Linked DNA regions of Mus musculus: regions 2, 3, 4, 5, 6 and 7 are each linked to region 1. A link is a contact called in public ChIA-PET, Hi-C, HiChIP or PLAC-seq and promoter capture Hi-C data. All regions are on one chromosome and are shown on one strand. Each heading gives the region's core, a stretch centred on a gene start, on an enhancer-like site or on the middle of the called end of the contact. The rest is flanking DNA. Distances are from core to core; before and after follow the strand shown. Region 1 holds the start of Fdxr (ferredoxin reductase). Region 2 holds the start of Mrpl38 (mitochondrial ribosomal protein L38). Region 3 holds the start of Wbp2 (WW domain binding protein 2). Region 4 holds the start of Sap30bp (SAP30 binding protein). Region 5 holds the start of Smim5 (small integral membrane protein 5). Region 6 holds the start of Ttyh2 (tweety family member 2). Region 7 holds the start of Dnaic2 (dynein, axonemal, intermediate chain 2).

Region 1 (3,711 bases), core at 762-3,261:
TTTACCTCTCAATAAGAAAGTGGTGGAGCCAATCAATGGTGGTGCACACCTTTGATCCCAGCACTAGGGAGGCAGAGGCAGGCAGATCTCTACCAGTTCAAGGCTGGCCTGGTCTATAGAGTGAGTTCCAGGACTGCCAGGGTTACACAGAGAAACACTGTCTTGAAAAACAAAACAAACAAACAAAGTGGGGAGTGATTAGTTGAGCAGAGGATTCTGGGATACTGAGTTTTGGTTCTCAGTCTGGTTGTAGGTCACATTATTACACCTACAGTCTCATAACCCATCAACTATGGTGGGAATGAATGCACTTCTCTGTATGTCAAACTTCAACTAAAAATAACCTTCATTTTTGTTGTTGTTCTTTTGTCTTCTCTCTGTAGACCAGGCTGGCTTCGAACTCACAGTTCTGCCCTCCTCTGCCTCCCCAGTGCCACCGCAGCATGGCTAAAAACATTCTTAAAATAGTGTAAAAAATATGAAATACAAAACAGGGGAAACTTCTGGATTATTAAGCTCCTACACAAGGCTCCAGCAGACCAGCCTGAAAGTTGAAATGGACTGACTCAGCATGAAGTTCACCAAGCTGTCACCTAGCCGTTCATCTGGCCCAAGAATTCCAGATTACAGTCAGGTCAGTCAAGCCAGTTTCCATTGGTATGACCACGTTCCTACTGCCATTTCCCTCTCACAAAACAAGTGGCATACTGTTTTGTGAGATCAGGTGCCACTCTGTATACAGCCCAGGCTAGCTTTGTACCTGAATTATGGAATAGAAGATTCAGCTAGGGGCGGGGCGGGGCGGGGCGAGGCAGGGGGCAGTTAAAACGTAGAGCAATTTTGTAAGTCCCTGGGTTCAATCTTCAACAAGAATAAACAAGAATCAGATGTTGTGAGGATGACAGGTTAGTCTTCCAAGAAGGAGAAGGACTCTCAGAGAAGCACTGGGCTTGTCTGGTTAGAGGTGACAATGGGTCCTGCCCTTATTTTAATTATATTTTTTGTGGTGTAATCGAAACCAGGATCATGTGCACATTAAGCATTCACCCTTCTTCAGGTCCTGTTCTTGTGTAGAAAACATGTGTGGGTCGGCTGGAGGGTAAAGTTGCTTGCCCTCAGCCTTAAATGAGTCTGAAACCCAGGAATTCACGTAGAGGAGGGAACCAACTCCTATAAGCTGTCCTCTGACTACCACACACCACGCGAACGCTGTGGCAAGTGTACACCGGCCCCCATAAATAATGTAATAAAATATATAAATGTTAGAAAAAACTTTTAAAAGATATTGATTTTAGGCTTTGCATCAATTTTCTTTTAAAACATGGAATATGAATGATTTACCTTGACTACTGAGCTTTTGGGTGCCCCCTAAGGTACGGTCTCACCCTGATCCCTGTACTGTCGGACCAGGGTCGAAGGTCGGGCTCTGGTCTCAGTGCCAGAGGGGGAACTTCTTCGCGTGTTTCCTCCCCCATCGTGGGAAGAGGGTGACTAGAAATAAGCTCTTGAGAGTTTAACACTTGTCCTTCTCTGACACGCACAAGTAGCTGTTTGAGGCTACATCAGTTCAACATCCAGACTTAAAAATCGAGGAGTCAAGAATAGCGGATACACGAGACTTCCGGGCTCTGGCCTTCTGATTGGCTGATACAAAAATCACTCAAACAACGACAACGGGGCATTGCGTCATCAGCGAGCGGCAAGCTTTACATAAAGTAAGCTCCTTTCCAATTGGCTCCCTTCTTCAAGAGCAACTGAAACAGCATAGGGGATTCGCGTTTCTTCAAATCTAGACTTCCGGCATCTGGAGGTACTAGGAAGACCGGAGAAATTTGATAAGCTTTTGAGGATTGGACGTTCTGGGGGCGGGGCCTTGGCGAGATGGGGGCATGGTTCTCTTTGGGGGCGTGGTTATTTCGGAAATCTTGGTGAAGTCTCCAAGTTGATGTTTCTAAGCAAGCGGGAGGCGAGGCTTGGGGCGGGGCTCCAGTGATGGGCGGGTCCAGAGGAGCGTCCTCGGCGGGCTGCTGGACCTGCGCTCAGCACTAGAGTCATTGCTAGCTCTTCCGCTTGCTGGTTGCACTTCTCAGCCATGGCTCCTCGCTGCTGGCACTGGTGGCGCTGGTCCGCGTGGTCTGGGCTTCGGCCGTCTCCCTCCAGGAGCACTCCGAGTAGGAGCAGGGCTCTTGGGGGCTGCACCAGGGCGAGGGGAGGCCTGTGATCAAGAGCGGGGGTCCGAGCAGAGCTGAGGCGGGGCTGGAGAGGGGCAAAGCTGAACGTGTCTGCTCTTGCGGGAGAAATGGGAGTGATGGAGAGGGGAGGATCTGTGCAAAGAGATGTAAGGCGTCCTGGGTAAGACAGCTCAGTAAAGGCTAAAAGGATAGACCATGAGGTCTTTATGTGTGATACGAGGTGAACGGAGGTGACAGGCAAATTCGAGGTGAGGAGATGAGCAATAGAGTTCTGTGGGGGAAAGAAGGGCTAGAAAAAAGCAAAATAGAAACGTGATGGGCATATGAAGACATGAGATCACATAAGGAACCTCTCAAGAAAGATAGTGCTGTGCAGGACAGCTTGGGGGATAAGGGGGTCTGGGGCAGATTATTTGTTATTGTTCATGGGTGAGACATGGGGTTCTGGATAAAGACAGCTCTGGCATTCAGATGAAATGGTGAAGCTTTGAGGAACGGAAAAAGGAAGATGCAGGTGAGGGTGAAGGCAAGGTGCAACTGGACAGAATTGGTTTGGGGTGGTAGGAGGGTGTTGGTTTGACCCTGCTGTCCCCTGCTCTACCTAGCCCCAGGCTTCTGCCAGAAGTTCTCCACACAGGAGAAGACCCCTCAGATCTGTGTGGTCGGCAGTGGCCCAGCTGGCTTCTACACAGCCCAACACTTGTTAAAGGTAAGCGAGGCACTCCTTCCAGGCTCCCTTCTTACCATTCATTTCTTGTCCCAATTCTGGGGGTAGGCTCCAGCCCTTTGGTTTGTCTGACAAGGAAGGGGCTTTTGACTAATGTAAGCTGTGTTCTTTCTAACTGATTCCACAGGTATAGCTGAGGCGCCCTAGGTCCTCAGCTGTGAGAGACATGCATTTGTTCCATGGATGGTGGTTGGGGACAGATGGGCAGCTGTCTTCTGCTTTGTAGGGAAGTCTTTTTCAGTCTAATGGGATGGCTTTCGCCTCCCCTTATCTTTACGCTTCTTTATCTCCAGCATTTTATATTTCAAGGCAATCTTGTCTGCAGCTTTGCGCCCTCCCCACGACCATTCTCTTCCACAAAGGCCAAGGTCTCAAAGCTTTCAGTATTAGTCTTGCCAGACAGGGCCTCAAGGTTGCCAGATGTACTGGAAACTCTGTCTCAGACCTTAAAGCAAAAGAGGAAGGGGGCGGGGTACTGCAGAGAAGGCTCCGTGGTTAGGAGTGTTTATGGTCTCACAGAGGACCAAAAGATGGGAGTTGGGTTCCCAGCACCCACACAGTGGCTCACAACTCAGCTCCAGGGAACCCAATGTCCTCTTCTGGCCTCTGCTTGGCCCTTCATTCTTGCACACACACAACATACATAACTAAAAGTGATAAAATAAGTAATTTTAAAAAGTAAGGAATACTGAGCTTGACTGAGACAAGACAGTGTCTGAACTTTAGAGGGGCTTGTAATACCAACGGGACAGAAGAAAAAACGATGATTATATTGATATCACATACAAATGT
Region 2 (3,711 bases), core at 667-3,166, 860 kb before region 1:
GTGCTAGTGACAGGTGTGATCCAGCACTCGGGAGGCTGGCTGTGCTAGTGACAGGTGTGATCCAGCACTCGGGAGGCTGGCTGTGCTAGTGACGGGTGTGATCCCGCACTCAGGAGGCTGGCTGTGCTAGTGACAGGTGTGATCCCAGCACTCCGGAGGCTGTAGGCTTGAGAATTAGGAGAGTCTGCGACACACTGAAAGATACTGTCTCATAAAAATATAAATAAAAGTGATGCTGGGCAGTGGTCATGTATGCCTTTAATCCCAGCACTCAGGCAACAGGGGCAGGCAAACCTCAGGATTCAAGGCCAGCCTGCTCTACAGAGTGAGTTCCAGGACAGCCAAGCTACACAGAGAACCCTGTCTCAAACACCAATTTGAGGCTGTGAGTAACAATCTAGATGAGAGGGGGCAAGAGTGAGTGTGTCAGAAGACTGCCTGCTGGGGAAGGAGCAGAGGGCAGAACTGCACCTGGTGGCATGAGGGGCACTGGAAGTGCTCCCAGGGACCTTGACATGTGTCAGGAAGATGTGAAGAAGAATTCAAATCTCTGACGTGAGGCAGTGTGGTATCACCACACGCCTGTAATCTCAGCATTTGGGAGGCCATGGTAAGAGGAAGAGGAGTGGACCAAGGCAGGGAAATCAGGAGAGGAGGGAGGGGAAACTGGGGTTTGGGATGTAATATACAAGAAAATAAAAATGACTGTCGTGAGTTCAAGGCTACAAAATAACTGCCAAGTAGGCAGGGGTATATAGCAAAAACCTAGCTCATTTAAAATTAATATTGTTAGAGCCATTGCTTCCAGGCTGGATATGTGTGAATCCTTGTTAGGTCTCTCAAACAGTTGAAATACAAACAAGATCCTCTCTTCAGAGCTTCCCAGACAGGGAGAATCAGAACGAAGAACAGGCTACCTAGCTGAGCAGTCTCCACCCACTCGTGGAGACACCATGACTCTTCAGCAGTACAAGGGCAGAGAGAGGAGCTGGAGAGACTCATATAAGAGGGTTCAGAAACAAAAGGATAAAACAGCAAGTGAGACCATATGAACACCCTGCAAGTGTTCAGTTCCCCTCACACTCAGCAAGAACCCTTCAGTACCCATCAACTCCTCAAGGCAAGGCTGTGGTGTCCTGACCTGTGAACTCCAACACTTGTCAGACAGCAGCTGCTCACTATTGGAGGAATTAGAAGTGATGGTGAGAGGCTTAGCTGCCTGGGTGCTGTGGAATTTAAGCTGTGGCCATTTCTGCTGGATATCGAGACCTCACTGCATTTCACTGTGAGTTCAAGGGTCAGACTTCTGTTAGCAAAAAAACTAGCAGTCATTGGCCTGGATTGGGGATGTCAGGACTTCCTTGAGAGAGCACTTCGGGGCCGGCAGGTCACAGAAGGAGAAGACAACAACAGCAGACACCTTGTGATCTGGGGAGAAGCTGAAGGAGTAGAGCTTTGCTATACTGGAAACTTGAGTTCCAGGGCAGAAGGGCTGAGGCTGGGTCAAAAAGCGGTAGAGAGCACTAGAACTGTGAATTGGAGATGATCAAGAGAGAACAGATGCACCAAGGTGCAAATCCTGCGAAGCGAGCACTATTATTACCTGTTTTATTCCCAAGTCTGACTCCAGAATCCTCCTCTATCAATCCCTGTGTCAGGGCCAGAGGAAGGTGAGTGAGATCCCTGGGGTCAAAACCCATAGTTGTTCTTGAAGCTGTACCTTTGTGCTGCCTCCTAGTGGCAGCTCTCAGCCCCGCGCGATCCAACAGGCATCTTCCGGGCCCGCACTATCAGACCTCTCTTAGACTTTGCGCCAATGGGAAGGTCCCAGGACTTTCAGCATTACGTCAGGAGCTTGAGACCGCGGGGCGGGGCGGGGCGGGGCGGGGGGCGGGGTCTCCCACGGGGCGGGGCTATGGAGGCGGAGCCTCCCGCCGGACGCGCAGGCTTCTCTCCGGCCACCTCTGTCTGGGTCCTACGGGCGTCTTTGGCGACCTGGGGGAAAGATGGCGGCGCCCTGGTGGCGTGCGGCGTTTTTCGGAATTGGGAGATGCCGGGGCTTCAGCACCTCGGGTGAGTGGTGTGAGGTCGTGGAGCTCTTGGGCCTCTGTAGCTCCGGTCGCGGTCCTAAGCCTGCGTGACGTCCCTGTCTGTGCCCGCAGCCTTCCTCAGCCGCCGGACACCCCCGCTCGGGCCCATGCCCAACGAGGACATCGACGTGAGCAACCTGGAGCGGCTGGAGAAGTACCGGAGCTTCGAGCGGTACCGCCGCCGGGCGGAGCAGGAGGCGCGCGCCCCGCACTGGTGGCGGACCTACCGGGAGCATTTCGTGAAGGAGACAGGTGCGGGAGCGACGTATTCTCCCCCAGTTTGGTCCCCGTGGGCCCCCGGAACGAGAAGGACCTGCGTGCCCCTCAGACGTGTAGTTCTGAATTTAAGCAAACGTCCAAGTGATATACGCATAGCTTAATCTGTCTGTAAAACTGAGACTCAGCCGGATGGTGGAGGCCCACGCACTTAATCGCAGCGTTTAGGAGGCAGAGGAAAACGGAGCTCTTGACTTAGGGGCTAGCCTAATCTACACCGTGAGTTTCAAGACAGTCAGAGCACACGGAAAAACCCTGTCTTGGGGATGGAGGTGGTAGTATGGGGTAGTAAAGATGCATTGTTTGAAAACGAAAGAAAATGAAGACAAAGCAAAAAACAGAAAAAATTAACAAAAAAGGAAAAGAAAACAAAACAAAAAGATGCATTATTTGGCTTTTTGGTTTTTGTTGTTTGAGATAGGGTCTTATTAGCCCAGGGTGGCCTTGAACTCACTGTGTAACGAGGATGATGGAGGACTGCCTTGTTCCGCCTCCCAGTTAACTGAGAGTGCAGCTGGGAACCACCAAGGCCTGGCTAGAGATTAGGGCCTCACTATATAGACCAGGCTGGCCTCAACCCACAAATCCACCTGCCTCTCTCTGCCTCCCAAGTTTTGGAATTAAAAGCATTTGCCACCAGCTGGTGCCCCATCTCCTTAAATCTGCCTAAAACTATTACTAACTCTACCCAAGACTTAAGTGTGCAGCCTGGTCTACAAAGTGAATTTCAGGACAGCCAGGGCTAAACAGAGAAACCCTGTCTCGAAAAAACAAAAAAAAAAACAAAACAAAAAAAAAGACTTAGGTGTGTGTTGTGTTCATAACCACCTTTGAATCATGTTTTTCTTTCCTTGTTTTTCTTTCTTTCTTTCTTTGTTGTTGTTTTAAGACAGGGTTTCTCTGTGTAGCCCTGCCTGTCCTGGAACTCATACAGACCACGCTGCCCTTGAACTCAGAGATCTGCCCACCTCTGCATCCTGGGTGCTGGGATTAAAAGTGTGTGCCATCACTGCCCAGTGTTATAATTATTTAATCTCAGTCAGGGGTTTCTACTCACCTTTGATCATTCAACTCCTAGATACAAGTCACAAAGCCTTAAAGCACTAGAGCTGGGCACATATCTACTCAATACTGTTATGTCTACTTCTCTGCCAGTAACCCCGAGATATGACACTTCCTCCAGCTGGACTGCCCTCATGGCCAGTTTTCATGGTCCCTAACCCCATGGCATCTTCTGTGTCCACTTTCTCTCTCTCCCTCCCTCTTAGTCCCCACCTCAGACACCCAGCCTGGGAACCAAAATCCCACCTAGCTCCCTTCTGCTCAGCTGTAGGCATCGTTATTC
Region 3 (3,711 bases), core at 715-3,214, 810 kb before region 1:
CTGGCCCAAACAAGGCTGTTCGTAAGTTGTCTGCCCAACATAACAATCAGGTTAAGAGGAAAAAAACCAGTGACTTCAGTGAGTCTCAACCACCGAGAGGTGTTATCAGAGCCTAGAAACGTGTTCCCTCTCAGAGACTCGGGTCCTGAGATGAACTCTGCACCCGTCCTGTTAGCAACACTCTGAGTGTCAGGAAAGATCCTCAGGTTCCGGGAAAGGATTTCCCTCTTTTTCTCTTCTTCTTCTTATTTGCGTGTGTATGTGTGTGTGTGTGTGTGTGTGTGTGTGTGTGTGTGTGTGTGTGTGTGAATGTAGGTACCCAAAGAAGCCAGAACAAGATACCAGACTGCCTGGAGTGGAGTTACAGACCATTGTCCATTGTGAACACCTGATTCGGGTGCTGGGACTAAAGGCGTGTGCCACCAGATGTGGCTATGGATTTTCTTTTACTGGATTTGTTGCTGTTTTATCTTTGTGGGACAGAGTCGCTGGACGGTTTGGAATTGAATACACAAACAAGGAGCCAGGGCTCAAACCCCCAGCCGTCCTCTCACCTCTGATCCCTGATTGCGTCATTACTAATACCCATCTTGGACTATGCTCTTTAAAAACTGCTGGGCTGGCTAGGGACATAGTCCAGCTTAGAACAGTGCTTTTCGTGATGTGCATGAATACTGGACTCAACTGATCATCATAACTTTGTAAACCCAGGCTCGGTGGTACACACCTGTAATCTCAGGACTCTTTCTCAAAAACCAAACAAACAAAAATCTGTAGCCATTTGACTTTTATTAGTGTGCACCTAGAAAAACAAACAAACAAACAAACAAACAAACAAACAGACAAACAACCCCAAAGCGAACAGAAGGGTCTCTTGCACTGTGAGTTAATAATGTACCTGCCATTTCCCAGAACTGTTTTACTCTGCAGCTGAGGCTGGTCTGGAAATCATTATGCAGCCCAAACTGGCCTCAAATCTGTGGCAATGTTCCAGGATGTAGGGCACCATGCTGTCTGCTTCAAACCAAACACTGGTGTCTTAAGGTTAAGGGTAGGTACGCTAAGATGCCACCCAGAAACTGAAGAGTTCTCCCAACCCTCGACAGCCCTGCGAAAGATACAACTCAGAGGTGGAGTTTAGATTCACTACAGCGCAGTGGGGAGACACCCACTAGCAGAAACGAGTCAGTGGTATTTTCAAAGTCCTACCTGGCGGTTGGTCATGTGCTTTGTCAGTCCACTCAATTATTCTAGGTCCTGTTTAAACCCTGCTGTTTAACTTCTGCAGCGGGATCCGCTAGATCAGAGCAGGAAGCAGCGCCATCGCGAGGCGGCAGGCGGCAGGTGCTGGGCGGGGAAGAGGGTGGGGAGCGGACCGCTCAGTCCCCAGAAGTTCACAGTCCGACTCTGGGTCCGGGATCTGGATCTGGGTCGATTAAAGTGGCGTATTTTATTTTTTTCGGGCTTTGCCAGTCCACTGTAGAAGGGACTGCATCTCGCACTGCTCTGTAAGTTTGCAATGAATACCCAAATGTAAGCGCGAACTACTCATGACAGTTGCGGAAATGAAGACGGCTGGTTACGTAATGTTTAAATGTACCATACACCAGATCATCAAATTTAAGTTACATTTCTTCGATTGAGTTTGCTTAACATGAGGAAGCTAGGATGAGAGAGGCGTACAAATGTTTAAGTAGTCTTGTAAATATAATCTCTAGCCTGGCCTATAATATAAAAAAAGACTACAAATTCCAGAATGCACTCGTCACTAAACGCAGGGCGAGGCCGCGGTTGCCGGACCACTGCCTGCTGGGAATTGTAGTTGGCTGCTTGTTTGTGATGCAGGTGCAACTTGGGGGAGGGAGAGCGGGAGTAAACTCTCCCCACGTGACAGTCCAGATCAGGTGGTTGGTCAGCCTGCGCGCAGGAACTATGATTGGCTGACTGTAATACGAACGACGCCACTAGAGGCGGGCCAAAGACCAGCGCAAGCGCAGAGCGTTGCGAGTCTCGGGACCCCAGTGGGAGAGACTATGGCGCTCAACAAGAATCACTCAGAGGGCGGCGGAGTGATCGTCAACAACACTGAGAGGTGAAAACACGGCGGAAGGATCCTGGAGACTTGAAGGGCGGGTGTCGGCCACTGTGTGTGGTGGGCGGTGGGATATGGTGGAGAAGGAAATTGATGGAGCGCTGTGGGGGGGGGGGCGTGGGGGGGGAGGAAAGAGGGAGAAAGGGGTGGTAACGGCCGGAGGCGGGGCTGGAGGGAGTGGGTGGGTCGTTGGGGAGGGCCGGAGTGCTGATCAGCTGGGGTGATGGGTGGGGGTGGGGCCAGAGAATGGTGTCAGGGTTTGTTTGGGAAGCCGAGTGAGGCCCACGGGTGATTTCTTGAACCCCTTCCCAAACGAAGTCTTAAAACATAGTTGCTATTTATTAGGCGTTCACTACGTCTTTACTATGCTGCGTCAGCTCTACCTTAGGTAATACATAATCCTGTGCCGCAGAAACTATTAGACACATTTTACAGGTAGGGCAAGTGACGCCTAATGAGGTTAAAATAACTTAGACCATTGTGCTGTGAGTAACAGAAGGGGAATTGAAGGAAGGTAACTTGGCCCCAAAGTCAATAGGCTTAACTACTCCTGTACAGTTTTCTCGTATATTCCAGAACTTCTCAAGTTCCAAAAGAAAGGCTGAGGCCCTAGAGGTGGTGGAACTAAATGTCTGTCAACTACTTAACCCGGTGACCCTTATAAAGGCTTGTCTCTTGCCTGGTTCTCTTGAATTCTTAATGGCTTGTGTCAGTTCCCCGAACAAAGGTCTCCCAACTTTAAGATTCTTTTTTTCTCTCCCCTCCTTGAACTGCTGGGCTTCTCTGTTCCTCTTGTTTCTTGTTCCTTGGAATTCTGACTCTCCTGACTTGCACTATCCGGGCTTGGATTAACTTGAGAGCCAAGAGAGACATGATGGAGGTCAGAGCCCACACCCAGTGTAGACAGGCACCCATCTTGGGACTTGTCACCTGGGAAGCTGACTCAGAGGAGAAGGTGGCAGTGACAAGGCCAGGTTCTGCTGACCTCGTGTGCGTAGGTCTTGGGAAGGGGCTGGCCAGCACATGTGCCTGGTGACCACTTCTTTAACCTGAGCTGCCCCTCTTTTATTGCACCAAGAAAGGATATTTGGGACAGGAGGAGACAGCTGAATGGAACCATACGAACTCAAACCTTTTTATCTTGTAATCTGAGAAACCTTACATTGTTTTCTGGTATACTTTGTCCAGTTCTTTGGCTGAGCCAAGTACTCTGATGCCATCTAATGACTGTCCCCACTTCTACCAGTCTCTCTGGTTTTTGAGGTATGGTTTCATTCCTGTAGCCCAGGTTGGCCTTGAATTTGAGGCAGTCCTCCTACCTCAGGCTTTTAAGTGCAAGGAATTCACCAGGGCTCTTTAGTTTCATTATTTGGGAGTGATTCCTTTTTGTTTGTTTTTCCAAGACAGTGTTTTTTGTGTAATAGAGCCCTGGCTGTCCAGGACTCACTAGGTAGTCCAGGCTGGCCTTGAACTTACAGAGATTCACCTACCTCTGCCTCCTGAGTGCTGGGGTTAAAGGCATGTGCTACCATACTGGGAATTTTTTGTCTCTTAAACTGAGTCTTACCTAGGTGGTATCTACCCTCCTGGGCCTCAGCACCTGGTTCATAGCTCATTGC
Region 4 (3,711 bases), core at 353-2,852, 660 kb before region 1:
ATTTCTGAAGATAAAAAGGGAACCTAAGTCTCAAGTAAGTGGCTATAGGCCCAGATTGAATTTGTACTTAGGAAGAACAATTTAATACCAGGGGTTGGGGTTGGGAATTTAGCTCAGTGGTAGAGCTCTGGGTTCTGTCCTCAGCCTGGAGGTTGGGGGGGAGGAAGAAAAAAAAAGGAAAGAAAGAAAAAGAAAAGACCAGGGGTTGTGCCAGGAATGGCGGTGCACACCTTTGAACCGAGCACTTGGGAGGCAGAGGCAGGAGGATCTCTGAGTTCTAGATCAGCCTGAGTTCCAGGACAGTCAGGACTAGAGGGAGATCCTGTCTCAAAACAAACAAAAACAGGGGTATTGGAAGATGACTCTTATACGAGTGCATAATGTACAGGGTTTGGTGTCCCATGCTTTTAATTCAAGCTCTCTGGAGACAGGGCCAGGCAGATCTCTGTAAGTTTGACAGTTCAGTTTCCAGTACCCACATCAGGCAGCTCACAAATGCCAGTTTCAGAAGAGCTGATGCCTCTCTCTGTCCACCATGGGCAGAACTCACATGCAAGGCCCACTCCATATGTACAGATGTATATGAAAAGAAAATCAAGCATTAAATTCATGTTCTAATATTTTCAGGACAGGCTGGGGAAGTAACAAAGTAGTGGGATGCTTTCCTAAGAGTGTAAGGCCCTGGGTTTGGTTCCCAGCAGTTCCAAAGGTTGGGGAACTATTACATGCTGTTGGCCTATTAGGGCAGTTAAAGTCTTCTCCTCTTTGAACCAGCCCAACAGGTCGTTTAAACTCCTGTTTTGACATACCACACACATCTCTATCTTGTTTCATGTGCAACCTCAAAAACGCCTTCTATGCACAAGACTGTCTTCCTCATTGTTTTGCCCCTACTTTGCAGATAAGAAGACCCAAAGCTCTGGTATATCAGGTAATTTGCTTCCTTCAAGAAATCTGTTCCCTCTATGCTTCGCAGTCTGAGGGCAACCGATAGGCTTTTAAAACTCACCAAACAACAGAATCACCCTACCGCCTTAAAAGGCTTGTCTAGCATATTCTATGAAAAAGCCCAGAATTATGCACTTAGGAGAGATGCATTTTTAAAAACTCTAGGGCAGACTTAGAAACGATTCCTTAAAAGTTACCAACTTAACGAAACACAAGTTTTACTATCCTCCAGGTACATTTCACTCCTCTCTTCCCCATCAAACAACGAGACAGTGATGTCTCGACAGATGCGTACCCCCCTTGGTCCACCCTCTGGCCAGCATGACGCCTTGCGTAGAGGATCGCAGAAAGAGAGATCACTCGTACTGTAGTAGAGGTTCTAATGCTCTGTCTGACCTAGGACATCCACTGCGCTTTGGGGTTCCAAGACCCGATACCTGGAGCACAAAGAGCATCTTCTCCCCATGCCCCGCTAGAGAGGTAGCATTTGGTAACCATAACAGACCCTCCCCTTTCCAGCTCAAGTCTCACCAGTCGCTCCGCCTACAGCGTCGACTCCAGTTTCGCCATCAGATTCAGGGTCTGAATATTCCGCATAAATTGCAAGAGACGACAAAACATTTTTCTTCCCCGCCATCTTACTCCCACAGCGCGGTGTGGCTCAGGCCTATGACTCATAAGCCAATTTAGGGGCGAGAAAACCAACTTCTTCCGGATCCCAGGAGACTCCGCGCCCGAATGACAACCAATCAAAAGGGCTGTGTCTGGGCATGGCTCCGCCCCCATGCTCAGCTCTTGGAAACGTCATCAGCACGGGACGGAAGTAAGGTCTTGCGGCTTCTACTTCGCTGACTTCTCGGGCGGTTTGGCTTCTGAGTTCGAGTTAGGGAGTAGTGTTCTTTGGAAAGCTGCAGAGCCAACCGAAAAGAGCCTGGGGTCTGACATCTTGGAGAGCATTTGTCTGGCAAAGGGCGAGAGCTGTTGACTTGGGGGCTCAGAGGAGGAACGGGGGGTCGGCGTCCTTGATGAATGGTATCTATGGCTTCGCTTCTAGAACAAGGACCCTAGAAAAAGGATTCCAAGTTCTCTGGTCGACTTTGAAGACGTTTGTGGGCTTTGTTGTGGTCCGATTTGTAGCTCTGTCCACCTGACCTGGAAAGTTCATTGTTTTTATTTTTATTAAAGGGAGAAGTAATGTTAATCCCTCAGGAATGTATTGCGTGAAGCAATTCAGCCTTCACTTTTACTGCTGGGGAATGAGATATTTAAGTGTAACATAGCAGCTTACTCGGCAGGAGAAACATAGGCTATATTTTAACGTGGAGCAGAGGGTTTTTTCGGGATTGCCTTTGCCCACCTTTGCGTTAACCTTTTGGCTGCTGCTTTTTGCAAAGATGAGCGCCCGTCCTTTCTCCACTCCCTTCGACCGGGAGCGGCGAGTCCGGAGCACCCTGAAGAAAGTCTTTGGGTTTGATTCTTTTAAAACACCTTTACAAGAGAGTGCGACCATGGCTGTAGTGAAAGGTAACATACCAAGCTACCTGTTTTGCAGACTGCTGGCGGTACCGTAGTAGCTCTGTGGCACAACACCCTCTTAACTTCCTACCTCCTCACCCTTTGGAAATCTTTGAAAACCACTGGTTTGGAATTCTTTCGTGACCAAAGCTAGTGGGTATTTGCTGGGAATCTATTTGTTTATTGATGGTCTATGTAGCCCTGGCCGGCCTGGAATTCTCTATATACATCAAGTTGGCCTCAAATTTGAGCCGGTCCTTCTGCCTCTGGATTATTAAGTACTGGTATTACAGGTGTGGGCTATCATAACCTACAAATTTTGGACAGAACCACTCACACTTCTGGTTTTTTCATAGCCAGACTGACAGTCTGTCTTTGACTTCTGTTCCTAGATTCCCATTCTTGTCCCTGTGCAAGTAGTAGCAAAAGTGGCAGTAGTGCTTAATCTTGTCAGTGACCTAGGTAATCATTTCCTTGAAGAGCGAGTAGCTTGAGTTCCAGGTAGAAAAGGAGAGACTAATAACACTGTAAGCTGGAGATAGCTTGTCCAGATGGGAGCAGCAGTGCCACCAACAGACTTATTAACAGAGGACTGAATGATTAGCCTTGCATATCTACCCCGGTGTAACCAGTACTCTGCTTCCCTGGATGTGTCTAATCCAAATAGTCATATCCTAGTGGCTCAAGACTACTCAAGCCTTGTTTTGATTTGTTTTTTTAAAAACAGGTTCTCACCATGCAGCTTTGGCTTCTTAGATAGCTCAGAACTAGCTATGTAGACCAGGCTGGCCTCAAATTTCCAGAGATCTGTCTTCCTCTACCTATACCCCCCCCCCCAATACTTTCTTACTTTTTGGTTTTTTTGAAATGCAGTTTCTCTCTGTAGCCTTGGCTGTGCCGGAATTCACTTTATAAACCAGGCTGGCCTGGAACTCAGAGATTCTTCTGCCTCTGCCTCCTGAGTGATGGCATTAAAGGCGTGTGCCACAACACCCAATGAATGCTCTGTTTAGAACTTTTTGTTTGTTTTGCTTTTACTACCTTTATTTAAGTATTGGTAAGGACCAACGGTGAAAGACTCCCAGACTCAATTTAGATTGTAATTAGCCAAATTTAGTAAAGCTGTTGGCAGGGCCACAGTCTCTAACCCAAATCAGAGACATGCTTCACAGAGGTGGGTGAAGAAAGGCTTTTAAAGGCAAAATCCCCAAAAGCTGCCAAGATTAGATAGTCAAGGTGACCTCTAAA
Region 5 (3,711 bases), core at 563-3,062, 620 kb before region 1:
AACAGAGAAGGAAACTGGCCGAGCTGGGGGACCGATTAGTGTTCCTGGGTGTGGCATGGGACATGGAGGTTCTTGCTATATAGTAAGTGTCCTGTAGGCCAGACAGCAGAAGCTTGGTCCCACAGTTTCTCTACTTCCTCCTTGTCTACTTGATCATCCAACTCCAGCTCCCCACACGGATGAGGGCAAGCAGCGTGTCTGTGCCTGATAAGAGTCATGGGGGCTCTCAGCCCCTTTTGTCCGTTGAGGAGCATCTCGAATGAGACATAACCAACAGATGTGAGAGACCTGAGAGGTCAGAGCCTAACCAGCAGGGCAGAGATGCCCACTGTGCCTGTTGAGTGTTTGAGCAACTCCATCAGTGCTGGGGCTCCGGTTTGGAGTCAAAAGTGGGTGCTTGAAGCCTTGGTGGTTCTGCTGCCCTGGTCCCCAAGTTTTCTAGACAATGGAGAGAACTTCCTGCTCTGGTGGCCAATAGAAACTAAGCGAGCTCCTCTCCTGCAGCCATAGAAGCTGGGCCTCCCTCTGAGCTCAGGGACTGCTGGAGCCTGTGTGTCCCAGATGTGGCTCAGCTGCAGTGCAGTCCCTCTGTTGCACACTTGTTAGTATTACCACAGGAGTTAGCTTCCCAGTCCCACACAAACCAGAGTGCACCCCCTCTGCTGAGCCAAAGAGACTCTCGGCCCTCCCCTTGGTTTCCAAAACTGAATGATGTTTTTCTTTCTTACTGGATAACAGTGTGTTTGCTTTGGAAGGGACGTCTCACGGGGACTTGAACCCCAGTGTGAGGACAGGAGGCAGAAGGGCTTAGCAGCCTCCTCTCGTGAGGCCCTGCCCAAGAAGGTTGTGCTTGCCCTGCACAAGGACTGAAGAGAAGAGCTGTCTGGGGGCAACCATTACAGTAGTTAGTGTGGAAGAGACTCTGGGGTCTTTTCCAAACTCATTCATGTAGTCACAAACTCCTTTCCAAACTTGGGGTTTGAATTAGGGTGCATATCCCTGGCTCAGTTTTCAGAGATCATTGCCAAAGGAGGATCAGGGGTCCTGGTAATCTAAGTGGGTGCAGAGACTCCTCCCTAGGATGATCCTGAGCCGGAAGCACACAGCGGTGAGCAGGTCAGAACTCCAAAAGACAGGAAAGCTGCTGCTCTTGTCCAGCATCCAAGTAGGCAGTTCTGCTGCTGGCTCTACCAGCTCCTGGGGCCAGAGGCCATTCAGCAGGCTGGGCACACCTTGTCCTGAGCCTTCTTGAGAACCAGGGAGGGCTCAGCCCTAATCCTTTCGGAAATGGAGGCTCAGCAAGATTGGGGGCCATATCCTAAACTCACTGAATAGAAAAGGTTTAAATGGATGTGTCCAGCAGCCCCCAGCCCCTGTGCCACACACCGAGTAGCAGTACATCCCCCTTCTCTAGTACCAGGTCCCAGGGGAAGAGCACTCAGGTATACACACAGAGGAGGTGACTAAATTCCCATAGGAGAGTGGCCTAATATATCCCCCAAGACGTTCCTCTCCGAGCTCATGCTAAGCTGTGACTCCTCGCCAGAGATACGAGACCCTGGCTGCCCTCCTTTCCCGATCCTGTCACCTCTAGCCAGTGTCTCTTACCTGGGAGCTCAGATAGTGGGGAGCCTCGAAGAGGTGTCCCAGTACAGAGCCTCTATGTACCTCCTGGAAGTCCTTTGGCCACCACCTTTGACTTCTTCACCAGCGCTGCCACTTTCCTGCCTAGGCGGCTGCTTCTCACTCGGGCACCTCCTGGTGCTAGCTCCCGGTTGCTGACAGCCAGCTGCTGTCCAGCTTCAGCGCCTCATCGCTTCAGCTTTTTTGTTGTTGGTTGTCCTGGAGATCTAGGTGTCAAATTACAGTTGTGAGGAGGAGCCCAGGGAGTCCTCCCCTGAGCTTGACTTGCCCTTCACGCCCTATGCCTTTCCCTGCCTAGAGGTCCACTCTGCTCTCTGGATCCCCAGACGGCTCCCTCTCTTATTCTTCCTCCTGTTCTGCCCTCCTCCTGCCTTTGAGCCAGGCTGTAGGCTGTAGGCTGTAGGCGGAGGGCTGGGGTTGGGCTAATGACAGAAGTGGTTGGCTGTGGTTCCCTGTGGAAATAACCCCGGGGGGCTCCGTCTGAGGTTGCCAGAGGAAGAGGGTGGAGTGACTCGCTCTTGGGTGCCCCAGCACCCTCTGGATGGCCTTTTTGGCTTGTGTCCCTGACCACCCTGGTCTGTCTCTTGGGCCACACTCTGGCTGCTCTCTCTGCCCTCTGCCAGAAAGAAAACCGGGCTACAGGATCACCCAAGCACGTCAGCAAGCTTTCAAGCAGCCCTCTGGTGTGGTACTCTGCCATCTACCCAGGGGCATCTGGGGGGAAGATGAGGATCCTAGATACTCTAAAAGTAGTCTGCGCCGGCCATGGTAGTGCACACCTTTAATTCCAGCACTTGGGAGGCAGAGGCAGGTAAATTTCTGAGTTCGAGGCTAGCCTGGTCTACAGAGTGAGTTCCAGTACAGCCACGGCTACACAGAGAAACCCTGTCTCGAAAAAAACAAAAAATAAGTAAATAAGAAAAAGAAAGAAAGAAAAGTAGCCTGCTTGTTTTAGTGAGGGGCCTTGGGTCCTTCTAAGAGAAAGGTCACTGCTGGTCTCGTTCTGCTCAGCTGTCTGCATGACAGCTCTGTTGGCCCATTAACGTTTGTCGGTCTTGCCACCAGCAGACCAGGCTGCAGGGGGAGGACTGACCTCAGCTCTGCAGTCAATGGAGCCCTTTGAATCTGAGCACAAAACCCCAGTGAGCCAGGGCTTGGGGCAGGGTGTAGACAACCATATGGTCACAGTGCCTAGATGCCAAAGCTTCTCAGAGACAGGACAGGCCACCACTGTACAGGCAGAGGGAACATTTGTCGTGTATATTCAGTGTTAGTGGGAGCTGGCTGCAAGAGCGCCCCCCAGTGGCTGTCTCAGCTGTCTTCCTGCCACTTCTATGCAGTTTTAGGGCTGTTCTTCACTTTGCTGGAGGGACCCTACTTCTTTAGAAGGTGGCATTGCAATTTGCTTTCCTTACAGTAGCCTGCTGTGTGGGGTCAGATCCGCAAGCAGTATTCAGACTAAGAAAACCCTCTGTTCCAAAGCTGTTAGTGCCGGCTAATCTTAAGCCTGGGCACTCAAACTGCCCTGCCTCGCGCTGTCTCTTCTGGTTCCCAACCCTGTACCACATTTCTGGCACTAGAGATGACTGTAAGGACCCTGATAGAACAGTGGCCTCTCCCAGGGCCTCAGCCTGGGGATCCGAAAAGAGACTGGCCTCCTGCACCAGGTGGGCTTCCTGCCACCAGCTTGGGCAGGAAGTGGTTATCCGCAGGGGAACATCTGGAGTTAGAGGCTGAGAGGGAGGCTCTAGTGAGGCTCTAGTGAGGCTGGATCTCCCTGGTGAGTGGGCTCACGAGTGACTAGGCATGATGGCCGCTCTCAGCATTGTGTGCCTCTAGCACAGTGACTCTCAGCCTTCCTCATGCTCTGGCGACCCCCAACCATAACATCCTTTTTGTTCCTTCTTTATTACTGGAATTTTGCTAGTTATAAATTGTAATATATGTTTTTTGGTGGATAGTCTTAGGTAAACCCTATGAACGGTCTTTCAAGCACCAGAAGGCTTGAGACCCACAGGTTGAGAATCATCTGTTCCAGGAGCTATGCTAGGTACAGCCTTCAGCCTA
Region 6 (3,711 bases), core at 757-3,256, 600 kb after region 1:
CACATTCATCTCCCAGGGCTTTGCTATTACTAGCTGAACTAGGATGGGGGCAGGGGCGGGGCAGGCGCAGTTGTCCTGGGAAAGAACTGGAGCAAAAGGTTTGGGGGTCAGGACCCTGGGAGCAAGGACCATGAGTGGGACTCACCAGCACCACACACCTGCCTATCCCTAGACTGGGGTGGGTGGGGTCAGGCTCAGGCTGTGGGGGTGAGGGAGAGCCCGAGTCAACCCCTTCCAAGCCAGAGGTCCCTTGACCCAGCTGAGGGGCTAGATTTCTTCCAGGAGAGAGGAGAAAATATGGTTGGGACCCAGGGCTCTCTCCACACCCCCAACACAGCTGTTCGGAAACCATATCCGTCCCCTTTTAAGCATTAGCTGAAGGAAGACTCCCTGGTGCTTTGCCAGTAGCCACCAGGCCTCAGGGAACAAGTCTTCCTTCCAGGGCCAGACAAGACTGGGGGGGCGAGGGGGGTCGGGGGTGGGGGGGGGCGGGGGCGGCTGCAGTGCCTAGGGCTGACAGTGCCTCCAGTAGCACAAAGGGGGTCCCATCCTCCCAGAAGAACAGAAACCAACAGCCCAAGCCCGCAAGTAGTAGAGCCATTGAAAGTTATAATTAGACTCTGGGGTACTGGCTCTTCTTGGGCAGAGCACAGCACACGGTTCGGGAGCCCCTGGCCTCAGAACGAGGACAATCTGGGAGGACAAGAAGCCACTCCTGGGCAGTCTAGAGAAGCCCTGCTCAGCCAGATGCCCCACTATGGAGATTAGGACACCGTGCCAACCACTGCAGGTCAAAGTCCAACATGAGCACAGTGCTCTGAACTAATAATGGGCCTCCTCCCAAGTCGCCTCAGCCCCTGAATCTTTGACCCAGCAGAGGGAACTGACTCAGCCGGGCCGCAGAGGCCGCCGTGGGTTTAACCGCGGCTGAGATCTGCTGAGAGACCGTTGCAGGGTCTGGAAAGGAGGTCAGAAGCCTGGACCTGACCTCCAAACCCGCAAGGGAACGTCCCCCTTCATCAGGGACAGTTAAGAAGTATAAAGATAAGGAGGGTAGCTGGCCCGGGAACCAAGACCTCAGAATTTCAGAGCCTAGAAGTTTATAGGGAAGGAACACCAGAACAGACGGGGTAGATGCTGGACGTGGTGCGAGACGGGGTGGATCTGAAGCCACCTTCCATCCTGGACTCCAACAGCTGTGGGGTTTTGGCATCCAAGAGATTAGTCACCCACGCCGCTTCTTTCAGCCCCGCAGCCTTTGTGAAGAAGCCAAGGCAGAGGTATTGGCAGTGGCTGCTACCCTTCAGGCTGGGGCTGGGGCTGGGGAAAGGAGCGCAAAGGACTCCGGAGACTCAAGTCGGTTTCTGCCTAAACTTTTTCTCAGGCCATCAGGGCCGGGAGAGAAATCGTCTGGTGTCGGGAGTCTCAGAAGGGGAACTTTGCAGCACCTCTAAGCACCCACACACCTCGGCCGCCAGTCACGCCGATTCAGATGCCCCACCCCCACTGTAAGTCTTTGGAAGGCTCAGCCCCCGCCACCCGAGCGCAGCCTCCGCGTCCTTCCTCTTCTTCCCCAGTGTTTCCAGCTTTACCAACTCCGAGATTTCCAGCTAGGTCGAGCGTCCCGGCCAAGGAACCCGGGAGAGCTGAGAGGGCCCAAATGGGGACCAAGGGGGTCTGAGAAGCGCGGAGAGCGCGGGATGCCGAGGCAAGAGAGAAAGGAGTGGGACCTGGGCGAGCGCAGGCCGGCTCTGGCTCTCACTCTAAGGGTCCCTCTCCGTGGCTCGGCTCATGGGCTTACCTCCTGGTAAGTTTCGTCGCCGGGGCTGAAGGTGCTGTCTACTCGCTGCAGGCGCAGGCCGAGGTGCGGAACGCTGTGCAGCCACACGACCCACCAGGGCGCGATGTACTCCACTCGCGCCGCCGGCATGGCTTGCACAAGCTGCAGCGGGTCCACTGCCCCTGCCAACGCCGCTACCACCACTACCCGGCTCGGAAGCGACCCGGCCCCGCCTCGCCTAAACCCCGCCCCATATCCAGCCCTAGGCGAGGACACGCCCCACCATGCACGAGGCTCTGCTCAGGTCCCGCCCCCACCTCGGGCCCTGCCCCACCCCTCCTCTTGAGCCAATTCCTGGACACACACACCCACTCCAGAAATTGGGCTCAAAAACATGCCCTGATCCTTGCTATCAACATCAGAATAGTGGCCCAGGTTTGATGGTGCGTGCCTTAGGATGGTAAGGCAGAAGGATCAAGAATTCAAAGGTCTTCCTCAGGTCTGTTATGAGTTGGAGGCCAGCCTGGGCTATGTGAGACCTGATCTTAAAAAAAAGGCAAGATTTTGAAAAAAAGACTAAAGAGCCAGTGGATAATTAGTAATCATTACCTAGGAGGCTGGGCTAGTCCCTAATTCATTCTACTATTACTATTATTATTATTAATTATTCCCCAGACTGGGCCTCACTATGCTTTCTGTCCTGGAACTCATTATGTAGAGCAGCCTGGCCTTGAAGCTGGGAGCACAAGGGTCTTTTTTTTTTTTTTTTTTTTTTTTTTTTTTTTGGTTTTTCGAGACAGGGTTTCTCTGTAGTCCTGGCTGTCCTGGAACTCACTTTGTAGACCAGGCTGGCCTCGAACTCAGAAATCCGCCTGTCTCTGCCTCCCAAGTGCTGGGATTAAAGGCGTGCGCCACCACCGCCCGGCTTGCACAAGGGTCTTAAGCAGGAGGTAGGTGGTGGGCAGGTACCAGTCAACACGTTAGGTGGCAAACTCGAGAGCCAAGTCAGGGCCAGGCTTGGTTGGGCACAGCGCTGGGGAGCCAGCTGGAGGGAGGATGCTTAGTGCTGCAGGCAGAGGAAGGAAAGGAGACCCCAGAGAGGGCAGGGAGAATTTCTAACTAGGTGCTGTGGTGCCCCTAAAACAGGCACTCTTGCTCTATCAAAGAACCTTGCTAGGAGTGCTTCCCTGCTCCCTGGCCGCTAGGACTTCTCACAGTCAGCTCTGTTCTATAGTTGCTAGAGCCTGGCTGCTACATCTGCCCCGGACAGCCGAGGCACCATCAACCCCCTAACCCACCTTGTTCTCACAGATGTCTCGCTAGTCCAGGATTGTCTAGGAATCCTCCCGAGCCTAGGACACCTAGTGATGAGCAAAGTCTCTTTCCAGTTTCCTGTCTTTCCACGTGTTTAGTAGGGAGGGGAGGCTCTAAACCTCGGTGATTATAAACACGTCCAGTGCTTTTGTCCTGAGCTGGCATGAGGGTGGCTAGCTTGGGGGGTGCCTCCACAGGGAACAGTTAGGCTGATGTCTCCAGAGGATTCCATGGTGGGTAGAAATCTTGTGGGGTGAGGGACTAATGGGCAGGGGAGAAAGGGAATCCAGTCAGGAAACCCCAAGATCTGCAGTGCAAGGGCCGGGCTGGGCTGTGGCTGCTTCCCAGTGGCCAGGGTCGGGGAGCGGCTTCTGAGTTGATGGAAATGTTCTGTGGACTTGAAAAGCCCACATCCCTGTACAGCTAAGACTTATAGGCCTACACCCAGTCTTTTCTAGTAAGACAGGTCTTGCTATAGTCCTGATTTCCTGGAACAATGTAGCCCAGGCTGGCCTGAACCTTGTAAGGGAAGTGAGGGCAGTTGAAGCACAGGGCTGACTTAGGTGCCCTCAGCCTTAGGACCTGATGTAGACCCCTGTAGCCAAGCAGAGAAATGT
Region 7 (3,711 bases), core at 318-2,817, 550 kb after region 1:
GTATTGTTGCTTGGGAGTTTCAGGGGAACATTGCCCCCGTGGGAACCTTCCAGAAGCATGCAGTATCATAATCTCTCTCTCTCTCTCTCTCTCTCTCTCTCTCTCTCTTTCTCTTCCTCTTCCTCCTCCCTCTTACACACACACACACACACACACACACACACACACACACACAGAGCTAAATATGGACTCTTAGAACCTTACACATATCAGCCAGTGCTCTACCATTGAGCTACACCCAGCCCCACTGAGTCTCAAATCCAGGGTCACAAAGAACCGCTATACCCTGGTCCAAACACCAAAACATGTGATCATTTCCTGCACCCTAGCCCAACAGAAACAACAAGACTTGCCTCAGGCGAGGATAATGAGCAAAGTCGTTCCTAGAGAGAACCCCTTGTGGTTGAGCGGAAAGCATGGTACACAGCTGGGAGGAAGGGCCAGGAAATAGCAGGCAACAGAGGTGTCAGTATGGGAAGGGGGCCAGGAGGAGGGTCACCCTTTGTCCCTTGTGTGCCTGGAATTGTAGAGCCGTGCTTGAGTGAGGAATACAGATGGAAGGGCTCCTGTGTCTTTCCAATGTCTTTGTGAACCTTCTGGACAAGGTTAGGAAAATGGTCTCCTGACCCTAAATGTAGATGAAAGGCCAACTCCCAGATGGAGGGGCAAAAGAAAAGGTGCATTTACATACAGTACCTGTGCTCAGTCCACAAGACTCTTGTGATCTCCCATTTTACGCCCTCCATTTTATTTTTCTTAATTTCACTTTATTTTTAATCGTGTGTGTGTGTGTGTGTGTGTGTGTGTGTGTGTGTGTGTGTGTGTGTGTGTAAGTGCACACAAGTGCAGGTGGGGTGGAAGCCAGAAGTGCCAAATCCCCTGGAGTTGGAGTTTCAGGGGTTGTGAGTCACCTGATGTGGGTGCTGGAAATCAAACTCCCGGTTCTTTGCAAGAGCGCACTCACTCTTAGCAGCTGAGACAGTCCTCCAGCCCCCTCTCTTAGTCTTTGAGACAGGCTCTCACTCTGAGTCCACTGGCCTAGAGCGCACTGAGTAGTCTAGGTTGCTCTCTGACTCTTGGTAATCCTCCTGCATCAGTTTACAGGAGTGCAGGGTTTACCGGCCTATCCCTATCCCCCTCCCTACGTTTAACTGAAAGCTCTCTTCTTAACAACCCATCCTTCCTGGGCTTGAAATTTTGTTCCATTCACCTGAAAGCCAGAAAGAGGTCCCGCCCACTCCGGGTCACAGCCCGGGTCAGGGCCTGGTGGAGAAGTGCAGAAGGCAAGGTGCTTGGAGGCTGAGGAGGTCCTGGAGCTTGAAGAATATTCAGGGCAGCGAGGATTAATGCAGCAGAATGAGCTGATTCCAGCACCTGACAGTTCTCCGAGATTTCTTGCACTGTTGGTGATTATTACCCTCGAGAGCTTTTCCCTCTTTTTGCCAGGTCTTCTTTCGGGCTTGGACGTCCTCTAGGACGCCCGCCCCTTATCCTGGCTCACCTCCTGCCACACAGCCCAGGAGAAGCGCCCAAGACCAGTCCCAGCTCCAGCGCAGCTTAAACGGCTGGGAGCTGCGGAGTTTACCAGTTGCCTAGCAACCCTGGCCGGGCCGAGACGCCGGCAGTTCGGAAGGCGATCTGGAGCACGTGACTCTGGTCCCGCTAGTCGGAAGCACCCCCTTCTCTCCTTCCTTCTCTGGAGGAGGTCTGCGGAAGAGGTGGAGGAAAGTTAACCAAAGCTTTGCCAAAATGCCTACCCAAGTCTACAGTCTATACCCAGCAAAGTCCCTCCCCCACTCCCGTATCCCCCGAAAACGCAATCAAAGTGACCAGAGCGTGGGAAGCCCCGCACCTGGGTCAGTTCGGATCATGTCTGATTTGTCACTGCTACAATGTCCGGGTCTCTTCTGTTAACGTATCCCTTGCACCACCACCCTTCTGAATTCATCTCTGGAATGGAAATTCCTTGAGGGTCAGGCTCAATGCATGCAAGCATGGCTTAGCTATGCGGCTGGCACGTTGTAAATATGGTTTCATTGCATGAATGAATGAGCTAGCTGATGGACACATGAATGACACAAAGAGAGATGTGTTTCTCATGAGCTTGAGGCAAGGAAGTGAGAAAATGTGGGAGGGATTGATGGACAGGCTGAGTACAAGGCACTTTGTTGGGTAAGCCTGACAAGCAGAGTTCACATCCTAGAACCCACATAAAAATGGGGGAAAAAATGGATTCCACAAAGTTGTCCTCTGATCTGTGTCATGTAGCACACCCACAATCATCATCATCATCAATAATTTAAAAAGAATTAAAGAAGGGAGGTAGAGTCCTATATCTAGGACTGGTGAGATGGCTCAGTAGAGAAAGGGGCTTGCTACCACTTCTATGACCTAGGGTTGAGCCCCAGACACACATGGTGAAGGAGAGAACTGAATTCTCTAAGTTGTCCTCTGACCTCCATACTTGTGCTATGTAAGACACACACAAACACACACATACACAATATGATTTTTAAAAAAAGATTTATTTATTTATTTAGTACCGTGTTCTGTCAGCATGCCAGAAGAGGGTACCAAGATTCCATTACAGATGGTTGTGAGCCACCATGTGGTTGCTGGGAATTGACCTCAGGACCTCTGGAAGCACAGTCAGTGTATTTAACCTCTGAGCCATCTCTCCAGCCCACAATATAATTTTTTAAAGAGAAAGAAAACTACAGAACCGTATATACTTTCCCAGAGGTGTTCCTTAAGAGCATTTGGGACCCGAGGTTGGTTCTTTATTTATCATGGGATTTTAGCAAGGCACTCTCTCTGCCATCCCCTGTGAGGTTTGAATGAGATCACCCTCATAGCTCATATATTTGTATGCTTAGTTCCCAGATGGACAAGCTTTTTGGAAAAGATTAGAACCTTGTTGGAGAAGGTATGTCACTGGGAGTGGGCTTGGAGGCTTTAAAAGCTCACACCAGGCCCAGTCTCTCTCTCTCTCTCTCTCTCTCTCTCTCTCTCTCTCTCTCTCTCTCTCCTTTCCTGCTGCCTGTGGATCAGGATGTAGCCCTCAGCTACTTTTCCAGCATCATGTCTGTCCATGTACCACCATGTTTCCCTCCATGATGATAATGGACTAACCCTCTGAAACTATAAGCAAACCCCCCAGTTAAAAGCTTTCTTGTATAATATTTGCCTTGGTTGTGGCGTCTCTTCACAGCAATCGAATGGTGGTGTCTTAAGATAATCTTTCAGTATTGGGATTGACAGGGCCTTGCATCGGATAGGCTGGAGCTCTACCACTGAACTACATCCCAGCCTTACTTTCCATTTCTGAGACTTAACTTTCTCCATCTTCACGTTGAACAGTGGCAGTTCTTCAGGATAATGGGGGAGAACACGCAATCAGACACAGATGATAATCCAGCCCATTGTGAGCCCCCGCCAGCACTGTGCTTGTCCCTACAGGCTCCAGAGAATGAGGTGAATCCCAGGCCAGGCGTGGGCACTGGAAATTTGGATAGAATCAGGCAAAGAATGAGTCACCGAGATGTGGGATTTGGGGCTGGAACCGGGCCCTAGGAAATGGTTTTGAGATGCAGGGGGAGGAGTGGGGAGTGACTCCCAGAGTGGGGGTGGGGCACGGTGTGGACCAGAGTAACTCAGCAGGTCAATTAGTTCCAGGATGGAGCAATGTGGCTGGCTGGGGTTGCAAGCTAG

What was found. Promoter capture Hi-C pulls out the DNA fragments that hold promoters and counts their contacts. Hi-C and Micro-C count contacts between places; a contact is called where the count stands out from the background. ChIA-PET counts read pairs in DNA pulled down with a chosen protein or histone mark. HiChIP or PLAC-seq counts read pairs in DNA pulled down with a chosen protein or histone mark.
Region 2: a contact with region 1 is called in an H3K27ac HiChIP or PLAC-seq map of regulatory T cells, with 4 times the contacts expected there. The contact joins the promoter of Mrpl38 here to the promoter of Fdxr in region 1.
Region 3: a contact with region 1 is called in an HNF4G HiChIP or PLAC-seq map of pancreatic cancer cells. The contact joins the promoter of Wbp2 here to the promoter of Fdxr in region 1. A contact is called at or near these places in 1 of 39 promoter capture datasets (pre-B cells) and 1 of 115 datasets of contacts at active chromatin or transcription factors (pancreatic cancer cells).
Region 4: a contact with region 1 is called in an RNA polymerase II ChIA-PET map of memory CD8 T cells, with 9 read pairs. The contact joins the promoter of Sap30bp here to the promoter of Fdxr in region 1. A contact is called at or near these places in 2 of 39 promoter capture datasets (frontonasal cranial neural crest and pre-B cells), 1 of 484 Hi-C or Micro-C datasets (CD4 T cells), 2 of 115 datasets of contacts at active chromatin or transcription factors (memory CD8 T cells and regulatory T cells) and 1 of 9 other capture datasets (liver).
Region 5: a contact with region 1 is called in a FOXA1 HiChIP or PLAC-seq map of pancreatic cancer cells. The contact joins the promoter of Smim5 here to the promoter of Fdxr in region 1. A contact is called at or near these places in 1 of 39 promoter capture datasets (pre-B cells) and 1 of 115 datasets of contacts at active chromatin or transcription factors (pancreatic cancer cells).
Region 6: a contact with region 1 is called in a Hi-C map of the G1E-ER4 cell line, with 7 times the contacts expected there. The contact joins the promoter of Ttyh2 here to the promoter of Fdxr in region 1. A contact is called at or near these places in 5 of 484 Hi-C or Micro-C datasets (the G1E-ER4 cell line and embryonic stem cells) and 2 of 115 datasets of contacts at active chromatin or transcription factors (memory CD8 T cells and pancreatic cancer cells).
Region 7: a contact with region 1 is called in a promoter capture Hi-C map of hippocampal neurons, with 3 times the contacts expected there. The contact joins the promoter of Dnaic2 here to the promoter of Fdxr in region 1. A contact is called at or near these places in 4 of 39 promoter capture datasets (frontonasal cranial neural crest, hippocampal neurons, liver and 1 more) and 1 of 115 datasets of contacts at active chromatin or transcription factors (pancreatic cancer cells).

What each region holds. Positions count from the first base shown.
Region 1 is chr11:115,275,269-115,278,979 of GRCm38.p6, reverse strand. Fdxr (ferredoxin reductase) reads left to right here and starts at 2,011. Exons shown (of 12, transcript NM_007997.1): 1 at 2,011-2,171; 2 at 2,798-2,901. The coding sequence starts at 2,093. It overlaps Fads6 (fatty acid desaturase domain family, member 6), which reads left to right. Exons shown (of 6, transcript NM_178035.5): 6 at 1-353.
Region 2 is chr11:116,137,073-116,140,783 of GRCm38.p6, reverse strand. It overlaps Mrpl38 (mitochondrial ribosomal protein L38), which reads left to right and starts at 1,916. Exons shown (of 9, transcript NM_024177.3): 1 at 1,916-2,073; 2 at 2,163-2,342. The coding sequence starts at 2,007.
Region 3 is chr11:116,085,248-116,088,958 of GRCm38.p6, reverse strand. It overlaps Wbp2 (WW domain binding protein 2), which reads left to right and starts at 1,964. Exons shown (of 8, transcript NM_016852.3): 1 at 1,964-2,092. The coding sequence starts at 2,034.
Region 4 is chr11:115,931,550-115,935,260 of GRCm38.p6, reverse strand. It overlaps Sap30bp (SAP30 binding protein), which reads right to left and starts at 1,602. Exons shown (of 11, transcript NM_020483.3): 1 at 1,480-1,602. The coding sequence starts at 1,585. It overlaps Recql5 (RecQ protein-like 5), which reads left to right and starts at 1,769. Exons shown (of 19, transcript NM_130454.2): 1 at 1,769-2,472. The coding sequence starts at 2,343.
Region 5 is chr11:115,898,240-115,901,950 of GRCm38.p6, reverse strand. It overlaps Smim5 (small integral membrane protein 5), which reads right to left and starts at 1,812. Exons shown (of 3, transcript NM_183259.3): 1 at 1,609-1,812. All of the region lies in intron 7 of Recql5 (RecQ protein-like 5), which reads left to right.
Region 6 is chr11:114,673,763-114,677,473 of GRCm38.p6, reverse strand. It overlaps Ttyh2 (tweety family member 2), which reads right to left and starts at 2,006. Exons shown (of 14, transcript NM_053273.2): 1 at 1,802-2,006. The coding sequence starts at 1,930.
Region 7 is chr11:114,725,275-114,728,985 of GRCm38.p6, reverse strand. It overlaps Dnaic2 (dynein, axonemal, intermediate chain 2), which reads right to left and starts at 1,567. Exons shown (of 13, transcript NM_001034878.3): 1 at 1,211-1,567.